2 separate regions of the Zea mays genome follow, and region 1 is linked to region 2. The links are chromatin contacts, called in public Hi-C maps. All regions are on one chromosome and are shown on one strand. The core of a region is the stretch at or near the end of the contact, and the rest is flanking DNA. Distances in the headings are between cores, read along the strand shown. Region 1 holds the start of LOC100280675 (60S ribosomal protein L37a). Region 2 holds the start of LOC100856943 (dopamine beta-monooxygenase).

Evidence for each region. A called contact is a pair of places that touch in the nucleus more often than the background predicts.
Region 1: a contact with region 2 is called in a Hi-C map of leaf, with 5 times the contacts expected there. The contact joins the promoter of LOC100280675 here to the promoter of LOC100856943 in region 2. A contact is called at or near these places in 10 of 25 Hi-C or Micro-C datasets (bundle sheath, ear, endosperm and 4 more).

The regions. Positions count from the first base shown.
Region 1 is chr8:68,436,751-68,441,511 of Zm-B73-REFERENCE-NAM-5.0, forward strand. It overlaps LOC100280675 (60S ribosomal protein L37a), which reads left to right and starts at 2,857. Exons shown (of 5, transcript NM_001154551.3): 1 at 2,857-3,000; 2 at 3,766-3,824; 3 at 3,922-4,010; 4 at 4,494-4,576; 5 at 4,654-4,761. The coding sequence starts at 3,773. The coding sequence ends at 4,717.
Region 2 is chr8:68,100,102-68,104,469 of Zm-B73-REFERENCE-NAM-5.0, forward strand. It overlaps LOC100856943 (dopamine beta-monooxygenase), which reads left to right and starts at 2,065. Exons shown (of 3, transcript NM_001254829.2): 1 at 2,065-2,486; 2 at 3,167-3,563; 3 at 3,656-4,281. The coding sequence starts at 2,316. The coding sequence ends at 4,203.

The DNA of each region.
Region 1 (4,761 bases), core at 1,607-4,106, 340 kb after region 2:
CATACCATCATATCATATTGCATATCATCGGATCATACATCATTTTGCATCGACAAAAGCAGTGGAGAAGAAGGAAAATTGCTCCTTCAAATATACCTGCCAACTCATGAAAGATTGGTACAGAAGATATGCCTTTGGCAGATATATTTTTATATAGGGATGGTACCTTCGTCAACAGTATTGGTATACAAAAATCATAACATGATATTCAGTATCGTCTCGGCAAAGAAGGGAAATTTCTTTCTTCGTGAAGCGTGAAAAGAAAGGAAGGTGTTTTTTCGCTAGCGGCTCAAAAAACGTTAAGTATGAAGGTTTCACACATCACAAAGAAATATATTACATTAATTCACACACAAATACTTGATAGTTGTTTCTTACAAAAATGAAAGCTACGTACAAAGATTCTAAACTCTCAAGTATACACAACTTCAGTCTTCTTTCAAGACTTTGTCGGCAGCTTCATTCAACAGCTTGTCGACAGCTTCGTCAACGACCTCGTTAGCAATCCTAATCATATATATCGAGCGCCCCCTTCAGAGATGGATCAGTTTCAGGATCGTATGGCTCTGGAGGAGGAGAAAGCTCAGATGCATTAAAATACAAATATATGTTAGCACCGAAGCTACAAAAAATTACGAAGTTAAGCCATAAAAGATATACCTATAAGTCTGACGCGTTCAACAGCTTCTTCAACTCGGTTAGCCTTTTCTAAAGCATTATGAGACTCTTTCTCATTTTTTCTAATTGCTTCATCAGCTATTTCATCTAGTGTAGTAGCTTCGGCCGAAGAGTTTTTAATATTGTTGGCTGAGAAGGCAAATTCTTTTTTGATAGGACAGGAGGGGCAAGCCCCTACTGAAATTTTATTAAAATTTTTAAAACGACAGAGTTAGAAGCATACAGGAAAGTAAATTACAAAATTTCAAAAGGGTAAAATTGACGGGATCTACTGCCAATGCTGAAGCCATTCAGGTATTGTCGAATCGAATCTTCCTTTAGCTCTAATCGTGACCAGATGTAAATCCTTTGCGAACTCATTTTTACAATGCTGCACTGTTGGGTCCTTATCCTGAAAAAGCCAGGCTTAGGGTTTTAGGGTTTAGGGTATTGTTGAGAAGGCAAATTCTGGCTGAGCAATAGTCTTGGCATGATCACAGCCGACTTTTTCCAGAATTGATACGACCCCACGGTCACAAGCGAGGCACAAAAATCCTCTTTGTCACTAAGAATTTATATGTCCACGTATTACATTGTAGATTTTACCGTTTATAAAGTGTAGTTTAAATATGAGTATAAGTATAGGTAAGCTGTTGGAGATGGTCTAAACAGAGTAGGGCTAGAGCTTTGTTAGGCTTCTGAATGGGTCTGGCAAAAAATAAAGATAACAAACTGATCTGTACCTTCACATGCACCGTGGAATTCCGCACGAGGTGTGTGTACCCGAAGAGGTTCCACACAAGAGGGGAACAAGGGCTTCCACCGTCAAAGGTGTTGTCGCTCTCAGAATGTTTTGGGGCCCCATCATTTCAAACTCAGGCTGCTCCGTGCTCCCTGCACATTTTCAGCTATCACAGATCTGTTGCCCTTCTGTAGGCTGTAGCATTCCACTTTTGCCCACCTTCAGCTTGACCATTGCGTGCTTGCTGAAATGCAATTCACCCGCTTCGAGCAAAGGAGACGGCATGACAGGGAGCTTTGGCTGGCTGCCCCTCACTCCCAGCATCACATTGACAGAAGGTCCTGGCAACTTTATTGTTTACATTATTAAAATAGATAGAGAAGAGTGTTTTTTTATATCTCGTTTTTCTCTCGTATGCCTTTTATATCTCGTCCTGTACGTACGTACTTATCTATCATACTACCAAATCTTCTATACTGTTTTAGTTTAGTAAATTTGATGTTTAAATTATTAAAATAGACAGAACAACGAAGAGGGAATCTTTTATATAAACACGACAAAAACATCTTCTATATTTAGAGAATTAGTTAGAGAGCGCTGCTTCAAATAGAACGGAAAGAATCTTCACTAAATATACCATATACAAAATAGTGAAGCCTCGTATCTCATCAATAATAAAAGATACTAAAATAGTATATTATCTTTGTGTTCAGTATAACAACTCCATCAAACCCAACATAGTTTTATCATAAGTTCGACAACATTAAATATTAAATGACAACATCATGCAATCACATCACACAAAATATAGCACTTGTAGCCCAAAAAAGAGTTCTCAACGACAATATACAACATTAGGATAGTAATTTAATTGTTCATCACACAATACTTAATATTTAAATATTTGAATCGTGTAAGGTGCTGGAGCATAAGGGACATCACTTATTCCTTCTCTTCTAATTTTATATGAATTATTTCTAATAATTCGGACTCGCATAGAAGCAGAGATAACATATTCATGCCTATCATACTCGATATAGATATAGTAAACTGACCAATAAAATACTTGTGGACATCAAAATTAGTCATATCCGTGCCTAATGGAATAATGCATCGTTTATTTCTATATGCTAGGTTCAAATTTCGGAGGGTGAAAATACATCCTAGTTAAATATCTCTTTTTTCTCTATTTTTTTTAGAAATTGTATCTTCATTCGAGTTCATATACCATCAATTAAACTGGCAGTAACTACTTCCCCCGGTTCGATCGAGGTCAGAGGTATAGTTTTGCATTTTTTTTTGGATTGAACAAAATATTTTAAAAAACGAATTTAAAAAAATAAGAAAATTAAAATCTCCGTGGTGTAGTGAGCCAGACCATAACACGCTTCTTATTTTCCGGCCTCAAAGAATGCTACACTGGCCTTGCAAACTTCGGGCCGCCAGAACTCTGGCCCAGAATCTACCGTCGACCAGAAGAGCCCTAGAAAACCCTAGTAGCATCCACAATTCCACATAACCTCGCCCGCGCCGCCTCCCCCACGAGACGCCTTCTTGCTCTCGCTTCCGGTGACGCCCGCCACTTCCTCCCCGACGAGATGGTACGTCGCTTTGGATGAAATTGTTTACTCTTGGGGCTGTTTTGATTCTGTTCGGCGTCTTTGAGAAATCATGACCTAATTAACTTGTTTAGCCTGTTAGTGCTCCTGCTAGTGCTTTCCGCAGCTGTCAGAAATCATTTATTCATAGTCTGACCGTGGGGATCGAAATTTAGCACTATTATGTGACTCATAGCCTGACCGTGGGATTTCGAAATCTGGCACTATTATGTGAATATTCTGACGGTGGGATTTCGAAATCTGGCAGTATTATGTTGTTTCGTGTTAAAATGTTTAATCTTGTTGCCGGTTGTACAGCCTCCATTAGTCCTTTTCGACCACTCCAAAACACATGTATCGGGATTGAGGTGCAAAACTCAATAGTTTTCCACACCAATTCGTCCCAATATATGTAGATTGGGTGGGTTAGCGTGCACCTAAACAAGCTCTACTGGCACTAAATAATTTTAATAAGTACAAGTGTGTAGTTGAATAGGTTACCGAAGTAGTAAGAATTCTGTGCTTTCTTCACATACATGCTTTGAGCGGTAATTACCATTCCACTCGAAAAGTTATGTAGCTTAAACTTTCCAACTAGATCTTAGCTATTGTTTACCATCTCCTAGTTTTGGGCAGTCGAAATTAATTTGCATAGGTTTTGCTCGTATAAATTGGTTTACTGGTTGCCTTGCCTCTGTCTATGCAATGTACCATGTTAACCAATGCAGAGTATTGTAGGTATCTGTCCATGTTTTCTAATTTTTTATGTTTTGTGATGATTTTGCAGACGAAACGCACCAAGAAGGCAGGAATCGTTGGCAAATATGGTACAGACACTGGACTATCTTTACTCATTGTTTTGCGATCCCATGTTCTTACCTTTGTATTCTGGTTGATAACTCTTTTGTTGTTGCTGTTATGTAGGTACCAGGTATGGTGCCAGTTTACGTAAACAGATCAAGAAGATGGAGGTCTCGCAGCACTCCAAATACTTCTGTGAGTTCTGTGGCAAGGTAAACTCATCGATTTTGTGATGCCTTGCTTTGATAATCACATGGCAAACTGGTCAATCATTTACGGTGCATTAGTTGAGTAACAGTTTTTTTTTGCTATTTTTAAGATGCACTATTGCTTATTTTTTAAACAATTATGTGCTATTGACTAATTCCTGTGTCTCCTTTTTTGTGGTAACAACAATGAATAGTGACCTGGTGAAATATGTTCTCCGACATTTGCAATAGCAATCTGTGATCGTCTTTCTGTCTTTCATATAGCTGTATTGATGTTATAACTTCTCTGAGATAGTTTATGCCTTATCTGAATTCTACTAGATAGTCGGTTAATGTCAAGGCATACGCATACCTTGCCAGACCTTTTCTGGGTTTTCACTGTTTTAATGAAACTCCTTTATGAATTATGTGCCATGTTTCTTTCTATTTGCTTTTTTGATTCTTACTTGTGCCATTGCCTTTTGTATGGCCAATACTTGACAACAGTTTGCCGTGAAGAGGAAAGCAGTTGGTATCTGGGGATGCAAGGACTGTGGGAAGGTTAAGGCCGGTGGCGCCTACACAATGAAGTATGTGATGATGTCCGGTTACTCTGTTTATATTGAATCCTCGTGTGTTTTCTAATTTTGTTACTTTGCATTTCCAGCACTGCTAGTGCGGTCACTGTGAGAAGCACAATCCGGCGCCTGCGGGAGCAGACCGAAGCATGATTGCGGGCAGCTTGAAAAGGAGTACCTGGATTTTTGTAGTTCAG
Region 2 (4,368 bases), core at 815-3,314:
CAAAAGGACTCACGAAATACTTTTTCGAGTAGATTATAGTCTAAAGTTTATAAAACAGTTGTATTGGTTCAGAGTGGTTCAACTTGCGCACGTAGCTGTTGAACCGGCCTGCACCAGTCGAACTGTGTATTTAACAATCTTTCGAAGTTTGTTGTGAAAATTTTCAGATTAGCCTATTCACCCCCTCTAGGCTACTTTCAATGTTCCAATAGACTCGCCATCTTCTTCGCTTCATCTCGCTTGGCATCAGCTTCACTCCGCTCGGTATCTTTGCCGAGGCTGTGGCACTCACCATCTCTCCACACCTGCCCTCCACTACCATGCTTCGTGCGCGCTCTCCCGTCCTCCGTTGCCACGGTTTGCTCGTGCTCTCCGGTCATCCCGCTCTCTCGATCTCGACAGCGTCGGCTCGTCCGCTAGAGGCAGGGCAAGGCTAGAGAGTGCGGGCACCTGAGCCGACAGTAGTGGGGCTAGTTTGTCATCGCCTACCGCGGCACAGGCGACAAGGGGAATGGACTGAAGAACGACGGATGCCACGAGCCCACGACTAGCGAGGGGACAAGAACGAGGGGGCAATGGCAGAGGCGGTGCTCCCGGAGCGACCTGTAGGACATCCTCCTCTTGGCTGGTTACGATAGCATCTACATGTGCTTTTTCTCGAGCATCTCTCAGTACTGGTGCTTGCTCTAGGCGTTTATGCTCGGCAAGTTCTTGGAGCACATCGTCCAAATGGCTCGAATGTCCCCAAGGTACTCGATGAAATGTCAAAAACGAGTTTATTTTGTCTGCTACCTTTTCCTCCGTATGTGATTACGTGTCCTTCCATCACATGTACTGGTCAGCTCTCATTGCAACTGTGGAGGTAGAAGAAGAGGTGAGGAGCGGAGATGACAAGTTTTCCTACAGTTTGTTTGAGCAGAAATACGAGTTGGAGGGAAGAAAACAAGATTTAGAGAGTCTGCTAGTTTATCTTACCATTTGAGAAGCTTTCTATTTTCTATTTTTCAGCGACCACATAAAAGTCTAAATTTAGTTAAGATTATACCTAAACTCTTGGAGTTGCTCTCTGCGAGATTCAGAACCGTGTCTGGTAGCCGATCGAGTTGACGCCTGGGCTGAAAACGAGCTGAGCCGAGCCCGGCTCGGTGCAGTTGCGAGGCGAGCCAGGCTCGGATCGGTCATGTTGCAAGCCTGACCGAGAGGCTCAGCTCGGCTTGGTAACGGCTCGCGAGCCAGCTCGAGCCAGCTTGCAAGTCTCACACTAAATCATGTTTAGAGTATAAATTATATATTTTTTATTATATATAAGATAAAAAAATTATGTATACTATATTTTTAGACTACAATATAAGTGTATCACGTATTAAATTCAAGAATTTCATTAAAATAGTTTAAAACATAATAATAATAATAATAATAATAATAATAATAATAATAATAATAATAATAATAATAATAATAATAATAATAATAATAATAATAATAATATACTCGACGTTGTTAGCTCGGCTCGCGAGCTAGACCGAACCGGCTCGGCTCGCAGTTCTGACGAGCCGTAAAAACAGGCGTCATCTCGGACTCGTTTTGGCTCGCGAGTCGAACCCGAGCCGTCTCGTCGAGCCCGAGCCAAATTTCCACGCCTATTGACGCCATCACTTTTTCACCTCCAAGAAAGTTGGCCCCGTACACCATTATGTACTATTACTTCCCTACAATTTTTTCACAGCTGAAGCAACCAAAATGTTTATCACCTGATCTTCCACTACACACTCTTCATTCCCACACCCTTCGCTTCTCACTCCAGGAAACCCACATGTTTCCAGCAGTACACGAGTGGGTGCGCGAGTGCTCTTTTTCCTCCCCTTCCTTTCGCGGCCTTTGCACTCCACCGGACCAGGACACGGTCACCACTTGAACCGCTTCCAGATCTGGAGCCGGCATGCCACTGTGACGCAGACACGGCCGAGAGGGACACCCAACCCAGCGGCGGCACCAACCGTTGCTTCACAGGCACCAATCATAAGCTGGCTGGGCTCCGAGATGCACCACTAGCGACACATCACCCACCCAGTGAGATCGCCAACCCAACGCAAACGCATCGAGGAATAGAAGAAGGCGAGGATAAAAAGAAAACTTTCGCACCACCAACTCACACTGACCGCAACTTCCCAACAATCTCGGTCCCTCCCTCCCTCCTCCCTAAACTCCCCAGCAACCCGCGGCCGAGCCCCGTAGTCCGTGCACCAGTTGTCTCGCGTCGTCGTCGTCGCCGGGGCTGCAGCCTGCAGGCAGCGACCTAGCTAGGAACGGGTGACATGGCGCGTGCGGCGGCGTCGGTGGCCGCGGCGCTGCTCGTCGTGCTCGGCGTGGCAGCGTCGGTGGCGACGGCGCAGATGGAGACCTGCAGCGGCGACCTCCCACCCGTGCTCGCCGCCAACTACTCCGGCCTGGCCTGCCAGCCGGTCTGGAACAACTTCGTGCTCCGGGTACGTACGTGCAGTGCACGCGCGCGCCGTCGCCATGCCTGTCCGCACTCCGCAGTCCGCCTTGCTGCTTTCTGTTGCTGTTCGGTGCAGCGCCAGTGGTTCGGTTTCTGGGGCTTGGGATCTCGCGAGAACAGCCAGGGGTGGGTGGATCTTGTTGCCTGCAGGCTGCAGGCGAGATTGCCACTCAGATGCTCTGCTTGCGTTGTTGCTTGTTGAACTTTCAGCATAGCAAAGCCTTTCCAGCGGCTGTAATAAATCGATAGCTGGTAAGGGATTTCTAGCTAAACGACGCAGCATTCTAGGCAGCAACCTGCAATGCGGAAATCCTCAGGATCAGAAATCAGAATCCGTTTTGGAGGTAGCACAGTAGCAGAGCCAATAGAGCTGAAAGCGTACAGTTCAGATAAAGGGGACCAACAGGCAACGTGCAATTGCATTATTGATCTACCTATCTATCATCAAGCACGACAAAGAGAGTAATGCAATAGTTAAAAAAAAGATCCTCGGCTGTAGCTGTTAGTAGCATTATATTTCGACTATCCATCCAGATTGTTGTGATGAACTGTGGACAATCTATATAGCAAGCACAGCATAGAGTACATCTGCATGCAGCATTTCTGACTGACGTATGAACCAAACCATCTCCTCATGTATCCATCCATTGCAATTGCAATTTTCAGTACCACCAGGACAAGGACAACGTGCTGCGGGTGGTGCTGTCCACGATGTACAGCACGGGGTGGGTGGGCATGGGGTTCTCCAGGGACGGCCTCATGGTCGGCTCCAGCGCCATGGTGGGGTGGATCGGCAAGAAGGGGCTCCCCCACGTCCGGCAGTTCGCGCTGCGGGGCAAGAGCAGCTCCAAGGTGGTGGTCGACCGTGGCTTCCTCGTTTCCAACGACCACGACCACACTGTCGTGGTGCAGCAGGCCAAGATCTACCTCGCCTTCCAGCTCAGGTTCTCCTACCGCCTCACCCACCAGCACATCGTCATGGCCTTCGGCAACAGCATCCCCGTCAAGAACAGGCTCACCAGGCACCAGGACAAGACCTCCTTCACCTTCGATTTCACAACGGGTACGTACGGTACGGTACAGCAGTCGGCTGAATGACACATTTTAGTGGCCAATCCGACCGTCGGTTGACATCGAAAACCACTTGAACTGCAGGCAGAGCTTCGGTGGACGGGTCCTTCCCATACGGCCTGCGGCGTGCGCACGGCGCGCTGAACGTGTTCGCGTGGGGAGTCCTGCTGCCCATCGGCGCCATCCTGGCGCGCTACTTCCGGCGGATGGACCCGCTCTGGTTCTACCTCCACGTGGGCGTCCAGCTCGCCGGCTTCATCATCGGCCTGGCCGGCGTCGTCGCCGGGGTGGCGCTGTACAACAAGATCCAGGCCGACATCCCCGCGCACAGGGGGCTCGGCGTCTTCGTCCTCTTCCTCGGCATCCTGCAGGTGCTGGCCTTCTTCCTGCGCCCCAGCGCCGACTCCAAGTACCGCAAGTACTGGAACTGGTACCACCACTGGGCGGGCAGGCTGGCGCTCTTCTTCGCCGCCGTCAACATCGTGCTCGGGATCCACGTCGGCGGCGCCGACAGCTCATGGAAGATCGGATACGGCTTCAGCCTGGCCGTCCTCCTCGTCGCCGTCGCCGCGCTCGAGTTCATGCTGTGGACGAGGTGGTCCAAGAACAGCACCGCCACCCCGACGTACTAGGAACCTGCTGCTGCACGTACCTTGTTGTTTTTCCGGGGTCGGATGATGTTTTGTGTTTGCCTTTGACCTTGTTTTTTTTTTGTTGTTGGTGGTGGTGGTGTATCTATATGATATATCCTTTGGAACTGCCTGCAATCGCGTCAGCGTGCGTTCAGGCAAGTGCAC